Regions from separate parts of the Mus musculus genome. Here region 2 is linked to region 1. A link is a contact called in public Hi-C data. All regions are on one chromosome and are shown on one strand. The core of a region is the stretch at or near the end of the contact, and the rest is flanking DNA. Distances in the headings are between cores, read along the strand shown.

What was found. Hi-C and Micro-C count contacts between places; a contact is called where the count stands out from the background.
Region 2: a contact with region 1 is called in a Hi-C map of the N1E-115 cell line, with 2.2 times the contacts expected there. The contact joins the promoter of Clvs1 here to the enhancer-like site in region 1. A contact is called at or near these places in 1 of 15 datasets of contacts at CTCF or cohesin (the NIH/3T3 cell line), 1 of 484 Hi-C or Micro-C datasets (the N1E-115 cell line), 1 of 115 datasets of contacts at active chromatin or transcription factors (embryonic stem cells) and 2 of 9 other capture datasets (adipose tissue and pancreatic islet).

The regions. Positions count from the first base shown.
Region 1 is chr4:9,231,498-9,236,431 of GRCm38.p6, reverse strand. It overlaps a transcript of Clvs1 not described here. Among named protein-coding and RNA genes, the nearest start is that of Gm23423, 24 kb to the right of the region's middle. Within about 2 kb of position 2,066, at least 5 of the 459 cell types and tissues checked have an H3K27ac peak or open chromatin away from gene starts, as enhancers often do. A contact at or near this core is called in the N1E-115 cell line, where this site is marked.
Region 2 is chr4:9,267,233-9,272,166 of GRCm38.p6, reverse strand. Clvs1 (clavesin 1) reads right to left here and starts at 2,850. Exons shown (of 6, transcript NM_028940.2): 1 at 2,696-2,850.

The DNA.
Region 1 (4,934 bases), core at 817-3,316:
TGGCTCATAACATAGGCTGTGAGTAGACAACTGTGATAGTTCGGCTGTGACACTCTTGCTAGGCCTTGCCATAATCTTCAGTATGTCATTTTGCAGACACAGGAGATTGTAAACTTTTTATACCAAAGGGACACCAGAGTTAGAGAAAAGGCTTTACCCTCGCCCTATGCATTACGCTCTGCATTGTCCTTATAATGTATAAAATGAAACTACAATTAGACATTACCTTCCCCCCACACACCACTTGTGGTTGTGCTGAGTAAGTACCTATGGGAACAAGAATACTAGTCCTGAGATCAGTCCACTAGTCAAGTTGTCTTAATAAGACAGAAATTCACCAGCATCTCCTGTCCCACGGAGACTCAGAGGCGGTTTGGAATTTGCTTATGATGGACAATAAGTGGTTCAGGTGAAGTTGTTTAATTGTCTGGGAAAGGAAGGAAATAAATAACAAGGGTCTGTTCTGGAGGCCGGGGTGGGCCTCCGAGACACAGGGCGAGGGCTGTCTCTTCTTCCCAGCACAGATCGCTTTGCCTTGTGGTCCTCTACCTCCCATGTGCTGCCTTGATTGCCTTCTGGCTCAAGCTTGACTCAACATGTCCAGGTCATACACTCTTGCTCAGCTGTGTGAGTAACACGGTTTCTTCTCTTTGCAGGGTTTATGGTGTGCTTTGTAATGTCTACAAAGGGGAGGCACCATAATGTTAAGATACAAATCATCCGGTGCTTTGGAAACCACAGGCAGCACTGTTGAATGCTATGTCTTGACTCCTTAAATGCTGAGGCATTTTTATGCATTTGACTTATCAAGAAAGTGGTGAAAATCTTTCTCCGAAGTCCCTATTGAGTTCATTGTGAATTAAGGGTTTTGAAGTTAAAATGAGATACATTCCCAACTTAAAACAGTGAAAGTCCTGAGCATTGCCAATACTGAGGTGAGGCTGGAGAAGAATGCTCAGGATGAGGGAAGCTCCTCCCAGTGTCTGCTCTCACTCTGCCCCAGGTCCTGACCCATATCTTCCTTTTGTCTTGACCTGCCCTCTTTTCCTGACTTTTGTGGTGTCTTATTACCTGGATCATCATCACCACTAATGCTAATAACCATAAATACATATGCACTAAACAGCCATGCAGACCTGGGCCCTGCTGATGTAGGAAGGAGACATACAATCAAATGTACCTAGTGACTCTGGAGTGAGCAGTGCAGGAGTGAGCAGTGCATGGCGGGCGAGCTGTCACGTTTGACTTCTCAACTGCAGATCTAAGTAGATGTGCTGATTTGTAACCAGAATACTGTAGCCTAGGTTATCCTTTTGCCTCATTGACTCAGAATTTTTCTCTTCCTACCCTTTGTCACTCCTCTTTCACCCAGCTTTTATCCCTTTAATTTGATAGAATACACTCAATGTTCTATGATCTCCTTAGGACACGGGTAGAAATCTTGATGGTCTTGAAGCCTGAGCCCTAAGGTAAGCAAACCACAACCAACTTTGCCATCAGACAGGAAAATTTCTATTTCCAAAGCTGATTTACTCAGAAGACAGAGAAATGAAAGCTTCTAAATGATTTTTGCCACCTTTTTCATGTATATACAAGTCACAAATAATTTAAGTATTTATGGTCTGGAGTTAGGACATTATTTAAAGCTCATAAAATCTTAAACATCAAGATCTTAACTGTGGGGCTTTGTGGAATAAATATCAAATTTACAGGCCTTGAAGACATGCCTAACATCAACTTAATGGGTGAGAGAACTACGAGAGATGTTTTATCAATATTTGTCCGCTGCAAAGTGTAGCACACAGCAGCAAAGGAAATGTCTCTCCGCTCAATTAGCACAGTGACAGTAAATGAAAGTGTCACTGCTAATGCATTTGTTGGAATTAGCCCCACAACATGCATTCTGTTTAAATCAAATAGTGCAGCAGTAATCAGTTTTGGTCAGTTTGGAATGTCTGTGTTAGGATCAATCAAATGCATTTTGGTGATGGTTCGGGGGGAAAGAACATGCTGAACAGCAAGGAAGTTACCGTCTCTGCATCAGGACCATCACCCCATAGCCATGTGATGTCAGACCCTGAAGGTCTTTAGAAACCTACATTTCCAATTAGGAAATCAATAACAACAGTGTGTAAGTAGATAAGTAGGCCTGGTAGTGAAACTTGCTTTCTTTAATCCACTTAGGAGCTCTGTGTGACATGAGAAGGCTGCAGTGATTTATTTGATTTGAAATTTTCTAAAATTGCCTCCTTCGCTAAAACCACCTCTCAAATCTAATCAGCAGGATGCATAAAAACCACAGTCAATAACAGAACAGAGCCCGTTCTGGTGGTTTCATACCGTGTGAGTCCTTAGCTTTGAAACAGTATTTTAATATATCATATGCCTTCATATGTAAAGTGCCTAACAGGCTCATTCATAGAGATAGAAAATAGAATGGCTCTCAGCACTCAGAAGTCAGAGGCAGGTGGATCTCTGTGAGTTCAAGACCAGCTTAGTCTTCAGGCTAACCAGGGCTGCATAGTGAGAACCTGTCTCAAAAGAGAAAGCAGAATGGAGTCTATTGTGAGGAGCTAGAGAAAATCGCTGTGTCACAGGTCCCATTCAGTGTGGGCTGGTGCAAAGTTCTGGAGAGTAACAACATGAGCAGTTGCTCAGCAGAGGGAATGTCCTAGGTCACTTCAGACTTCAGACTCAAAAATTAATTTGAGTCTGCTGTGTTTTACTATGTTAAAAATGGAACTATGGGACTCCTGCCTAGGACCATGTGGCCTCAGTAGGAGGGAGCCCTAAACAAGACAACCCCAACCTGGGGCTGTGGGGAGTGAGCCTAAGACTATCACAAGCCTAGCACCATGGGCTCTGGACAAGGAGTTAGCCTGAGACAACCACCAGTCCATCGCTGTGCAGGCCTGGGCTGGCAGACCATGCCTGAGATGACCCATGCCTGGTGCCACACTGCATGAATTGGACAGTGCACTCCTGAGACCACTTCTGAGATGATCCCAGACACCCAGAGACCCCAGGCACCACTAAGATAAGCAAGCAAGTGGTGGAGAGATGAAAGAAAAAGAAACAATAGGATGTGTGCAGAATGAGGAGAGGTAGAACTGGAGACTCGAGGGTAGTAAGCAACAGCCTGATGTGAGTAGACCATGGTGAAGTCCTGGCCTGTTCTGGGTTCGTGGCCCTGCAGCAGTGAAGGTCTATTACCACCAAAGGCCAGATGTACCTTCTCTGGGCTGCTGCCTGGGGCCATATTGACGTCTGATAGCTATGAAGAACTGGCCCCACTGTTCCCCTGGGCATCCTGGGAGAGCTGATCTCACCCCTTACCAGCTGTAGTTCTCTGGAGAACAGCATATTACCCAGGAACAATAGAGCTGACTCTAGTAGCAGAGTTGCAGATGAGCCAACCCTGAGGGTGTGAGTGTGGGAGCACTGGTGGCATAGACAACTCAGATACCTCTCAGGCTCAGATCCAGGGCTTTGAGTTGGCTCACCCCAACATCGACCTCATTGATTAATGATTGGAGCACACGAACGGGCTGGTTCTACAGATCCAGAACTACAGGATCTCCATAACACTGGGCAACAACAGGATATGCAAGAGGAGTCCAGGGAAGTTCCAGTATTGATAGTATAGCAGAAGCCATAGGCTTTGAACCAAACCAATGACTCATTGCAGTGGACATTTGTAAGCAAAGAAGTATAGACAAACAAGTATACTGTGGGACACACTGTAACATACTACAGTGTCCACATCAAGGTTTTTGTTTTTTTCTTTTGGATGGGATTTTGCAAGGGTTGAGTTTGGATGTGAGGGGCAGGGAGATGAGTAGGGTTGGGGTACATGATGTGAAATTCACAAAGAGTCAATAAAAAGTTTTAAAAATGAAAATATGTTAGCTAGTCTTTTCTCAAAACAATAGTACATAATATATGTAAAAGAAAGTTGGGTTACATATTGTTAAGCCAAAGATGGTATTTAGATTTGAAAGCATATGAATCCTTAGAGTAAGGCCAATTTGGGGTTATTTTCTTAAGCCAAACTACATGTAGCTTTATTAAAGGTATCTTCATAATCATGACACTCCTGCAGGCTCTAGGCAGATTGCCATTAACAGTATACAACATTCAGACACTCTCTTTATGGAATATAAAAATCTGAAAGTTACTGAAAAATCCAGTAAAAATCTTCTTTTGGTTCTCTAAGCAGGGGCAGTTTAGAGCAGACACAGATGTGTTTCATGCACCATATTGTTTAACAGATTTTACAAGCCCATGACCTAGAATCTAAAGTAAAAATAGCAATATTATGAATATGAAGGCCCATAATCTTTTTGTGGGTTTTGATACCATGCGTTGTATACATATAGTATTGGGTTTCATCATAACATTCTTATACATACACTTTGATCTTAGAAAAAAAAATAATGATGTCAGGGCCCGATCTCAATCATCTGATATACTGGAAACGCCAACTTTAGAAGCTGAGCAGGTCTTTGGTCTTCAGGGTAAATTAAATATATACTGATGGTAGAATGAAAAGAAAATATATGAATTAAAAATTTTCCACAGCATAAAGCATTCATAGCAAGATAGTTAAATGTACCAATGTCCAGAAATCTCTCCTCCTGAAAGACAAGAAATCAACATGGCTTGCAGGTAAATTTGTCCCCCACAAAAGCCCAGCCACAGAAATACTCTGCTATTGCCCCTCCCTTCAAACGTGTGAAGGATTCTATGTGCTGATAGCATGCATTTTTTTCCCTCATGGTTCTTCAGTGAAGGGTGCGTCTCAAGAGTCTGTCATCCATGTAGGATGAAATGCTAATAGGCCTTATCTTGTACAAATATTGTGCAGTGAGTTCGGAATTACAGTCCTTCTGGGCCATCAAGGAGGTACTATTAACGGCTACTGGAAAGGGGGA
Region 2 (4,934 bases), core at 1,601-4,100, 35 kb before region 1:
CAATGACTATTTGGGGAAGGGTGTAAGAATGGAGGACCAGCTATCTCAATGACCCTGGGGGGTTTTCTGAGTTAATATATTTGTACAATTGCCATGCTTTTTATCTCTGTGCTGCGTGTCACCTCCTCTGCCTGAGTCACAGTGTCACAAGAGCAGAGAAGATCAAAGCCAGCCAGAGTCCATTTATGAAGGGTGGTTCAGCAGCAACAGAGTTTGTGAAGTCAGGGGCAGATTCTCAGAGATAACAGGGTGTTTCTAGTATCAAGCCCAAATATGTAGGCCGACATAACCAGTTCTCAGAGTACAAGACTTCATTCTCTGGGAAATGGACCTCTCAGCTATACATTCAGATTCTAAAATTCTGTACCCTTCCATAAACACATCCACAAAAAGGGCACTAGGCTATGGGGGGAAAAATCTTTCTTTTTGCCTTTAAATACATTTTTAAATAAGAAAGTTTTGTTTTTATCAATATGAAAAATAAACAGACCTAGCTAAGAAATGTGTGAAAGCCACAACAGTAGCACACTATAAAAATTAATAAGCTTGGCATATTTCAGACAGGGAAAAGAAGCACTGCTTCTGAGACAGGCGCCTGTAAATCTCGCTGAAGCAGCCCTGCTTTGAAATCTTACCAGCCTCAGGAAATTGCATTAAGTACAGGAAGACAGCGTCTTTGGATGCTTTGCATTCGGGGCCTGTGTTTCTGGTGAAGCAGCTCAAATTGGCCACACGTACACATTTTCCAACCTCCTGGTCTGGACCATTGTTTGCACACAGATAAGGGAGTTGTTTTTTTTTTTTTTTTTAATCTTTCCCAGAGTCTTGAGAGTCCCTGGTTGTTGTGCATATTGTCAGTCTAAGGACAGTAGCTATGTGACTAAATGCATAGGCTTTGCCAAATATTTTCATGCTTTAAGCTTAAAAAAGTGAGTAAAATTTAGAGACAAATAGAACTGAGCCTAAGTTCATATAATTAGTAACTATACGCAAACTTTTGTCATGACATGACTAGTCCTCATCCATAAAGATTATTGAGCATAAATTTTTGCACAAAGCTTTTTCCAGAACATATCTGTTTGTGAGTCTCTTTTCTTTTGGGTGGTGCCTCTAAAGAGAAGCAAGAACAAAACTAGCTTCAGTGTCCCTTCTCCAAGAGACAGATTAAATACACCAGGGTACTGTTGAGTGGGGTTTTCTATGCTTTAGCTTAAATATTCTTGTGACCAATGACCTAACAACATTTCTACTTAGATACCACGCATTGAGATTAAGATCCTGATTTTATGTTGACAAAAACAATAAAAAATATACAAAACAAAAACAGCAGCAAAAGAAACTACAATACTTTGCAGTTCGGTAAAATCAATTCAAAGAGTCCCTTTCCAGACACTTCTTTATGACAGGTGAAAGCACTTGTTTGCTGTACTTTGTTAGCTCTTATAAAGCAAACGATCCTGGTTAAATCAAATAGGTGCTGTGACCCAGGACTGGACCATCAGGTCCAAATTAATGGGCTATTTGAAAGATGTTCCAACTCCCCATCAGCTTTGATAGAAAATGATAGCACTGCAAAGCAGAGCCAGGCAAACCACGGTTACATAAAATGCCTTTTCAATTTCTGCACTCTATTACCCTTTACTATTTATAGGAAAATGGTGTTATCGCCTGATTACTGAGAAAGCACACAAAAATCTCGCCTCCCAAATCTGAGCCAGTCCTTGACTAGTAATGAACAAAGCCAGGCCATCTGCTCTGAATATCATTACCACTTTGGCCATTTGGGCAAGGGGTATATCTGTTCTTCTTCTAGGAGAGATTTAAGATTGGGTAATTGAACTAAGTAGACAAGAAAAGGAGATGTTAGAGCAAATAGAATCTCCTAGCCTTATTTGTTAGGTTCTTACGACCGTCATTTTATTTTTTATTTTGGCCACAGAGTTAAATTAACCTTTGGGGTTCTCATTTTATAAAACAGTTCAATAAAAACTTAATTTCAGAGTTTCTATGGTAAATGCTTAGGAAGAAAAACAGCCATGTGGGTGCTGTGAGTCACCCATCATCCCCCACCCTGCTTCCTGGTGACTCTCCATTGGAAAACCAGAATATCGGGACTGAGCTAACATTTCTTCCTGGAATCATACTATGCCTCAGGCCATGTTAATTTCCTGAACTAAACAGTCTCTAATCTGCTGAAAGGCAGCTGGCTAACTGCTGGTGTCTGGCAAGTCCCCATCTGTCCCTTTGCTGGGGTCTCTTCCTGCTGCCTCCACTTCACCTTTCTCTCGAGCAGGCGTCTCTCTTTGTTTTCAGGGGGTCTCTCCACCTGAACTTTCCCTTCTATGCCTGAGAACTTGAGATCTCCCCTCTCTACCTTGCCGACCTCAGGCTTTGTCTAAGTGACAAGACACAGTTGTGTGGACTGTAGTTACCGCGCCGGTGCTGGTGGAGATGATGACGGCGATGGTGGAGATGGGGTGCTGATGGCTGGGGAGCGCAGGCTGTGTGGCGTGGCAAGAGGATGGACCGCAGAGGCGGTGAAGAGTGGGGTGCAGAAGGGATGGAGTGCAGTGGGATTGCAGATGGGAGCTGTCCACGCGCCGAAGTGCTGAAACGCCGCAGCCATGGCACCGCTAGAGCGGGGACGGGCGGGGAGGCTCTGCGAACACAGAAGGAAGAAAAAGGCAACAAATACCTTCACACCGCCTCCCAGGCTTGCTTTGAGAATGTGTTTCTGCAGGTGTCCTCGCGGCTGAACTGGGTGGGTGAGATCCCCTACCCTGGCAGTTGGAGCTCAGATTTCTCTAGAAAGCTGTGAATGAGAGCCCGGGCTGCATGGGGCTGTGATTTGGGTAGGAGGCGTGTGCGCCAGAGACTCTGTCCTTCCGTACCAAGCCTGGCTTTCCCCTGGGTCCTAAATGCCTCCGCAGGTTGGACTCACCCATTCTGGCAATACAGTCTAAGGATTGTTGTAATCCTTTAACAACTAGGACAAAAAGTACTGGAAACCACCACTCTCCACATTTAAAGCAGACTCTTTTGGGCAGATTATTTCAAATTTCAAACAAATGGTAAAGCACCATATGTCTATGGAAAAATAATTATTTTTATTAACAAATGACATGACATTCAGAAAATGGGCTGTTGGAAAAGGCTCAGATTAAGACTCTATCTTGTCAAAATAAAAACAGGTAAGTTAAATACATCAATGAAAATTTAAAACATTTTCTAAGCAGAATAATAAAAGAAATCACAGGAAAGAGGTCAACAAAGTTGAATGCATAAAATATTTTTTAATCTCAAGAATCATGCATGTAAATTATCACTTGAAAAAAATCACAACAAATGTGTTTCATGCATAGCTATTTCATAATAAAAAGAAAATGCTGAAGATCCAACAAACATTTTAAAAGTCAGCTTACCACTAAAACGCAATGCATAACTTAATAAAGTACCAAAGACATGCTAAAAGAAGAAAGACAGAGAAAGAGAGAAAGAAAGAACGATAAAGGAGCAATGATGTATGGTTTAGGACAAAAACATTTAAATCCACACAGTATCCCATATCCTAAGACATTAAGTGAGAAAGTATAATCTTCCTACAGATCCACGTCAAAATGTACTTCAAGAGTCTGAAAATATATATGATATACAGTCTTCTAATTCTACTCAGCAATTTGTGTAGGTATTTATGCATATAAATTTCATTTAAGATAATAGAAATTATCAAAAACAATAAACTTAATTTTATATAGGCTGCAAGATCTTCCTGATGAAAGCCTCATTTCTGAAGAGGAAAGACAAAGAGAAATGTTTGCAAAACAGAAATGATGGAGAAAAGACACAAATGCAGCATCCAACCGCAACCTCTGCTCCTCAGGTTGGCAGGAGCATTGGGTAGTATGAAGACATAAGTAAATCTGCTACGGTGACTCAGTCGTCCTCCATACATTTGCCTAAACTTGCCACATCTATTTAAAAACTGAACGTTGATGAGTCTCTTTCCAATATTCCTATTATATAGTTCATCATGATGTTTAATCTTCCAGCTCCCACATCCCACATTATTGCATTCTCTCTCTTCCTCCCCCCCGCCCCCTTCCTCTCCCCCCACATGTGTTATATATAACTCTCGTGGCAGAGGAAAGCTCCACTTTGTCCACTGCTGCTTGTAAGCCATGGAAGGCTGCCTGGAACTTCACAGTACTTCAATAAATGTCCTGAGTGGGAGAGTAAATGGATGAGTGACATAACCCACAACACATATATGTGTATTTAAAGTATTTTATGATGCTATGAATTTTGTATAGAAATTGATCTGAACAGGCTTGGCACATCAAAATGGTCTGCAGGGAATGGTGAGCTTTCATTACTTAAGCTTAGTTAGAGGGATGCCTTCAAAGGCACAGCTCAGCTCATCGTAGACATGTGCAAAGACACTAAAGGAGAACTTGTCCAAAGAAAACACTTTCCCTAATTAATTCCCATTATGCTGTTTTCAGTCATGTACATGCATACTTTGATCATTTCTCTGCCTCTCTCCACCTCTGATCTACTTCCTGTACTGGAGTAGTTCCTGTCTTCATTCATGTCATTCTCCTTCCATTGTTTTAGAGTCGGCATAAGAGAAAAAACAAGTAATATTTGTATTGTCTTCCCTGACTTATTTTACTTGACATGGTGATTTCCAGTTGCATCCATTTTCCAGCAAATGACATCACTTCATTCTTTTTTGTGGCTAAAATAATGTGATTTCCTTTATCCATTAATCTCCTAAGGGGCACCAAGGCCAGTTGCATATATTGGTTACTATGAATAATGATGCAATAAACATGGTTGTGTGGATATTCCTGTGGCATGCTGACTTAGATCCCCTCAGGTATATCTCTGGAGAAGGTAATGCTAAATCACATGGTAGTTTTATGCTAGTTTTT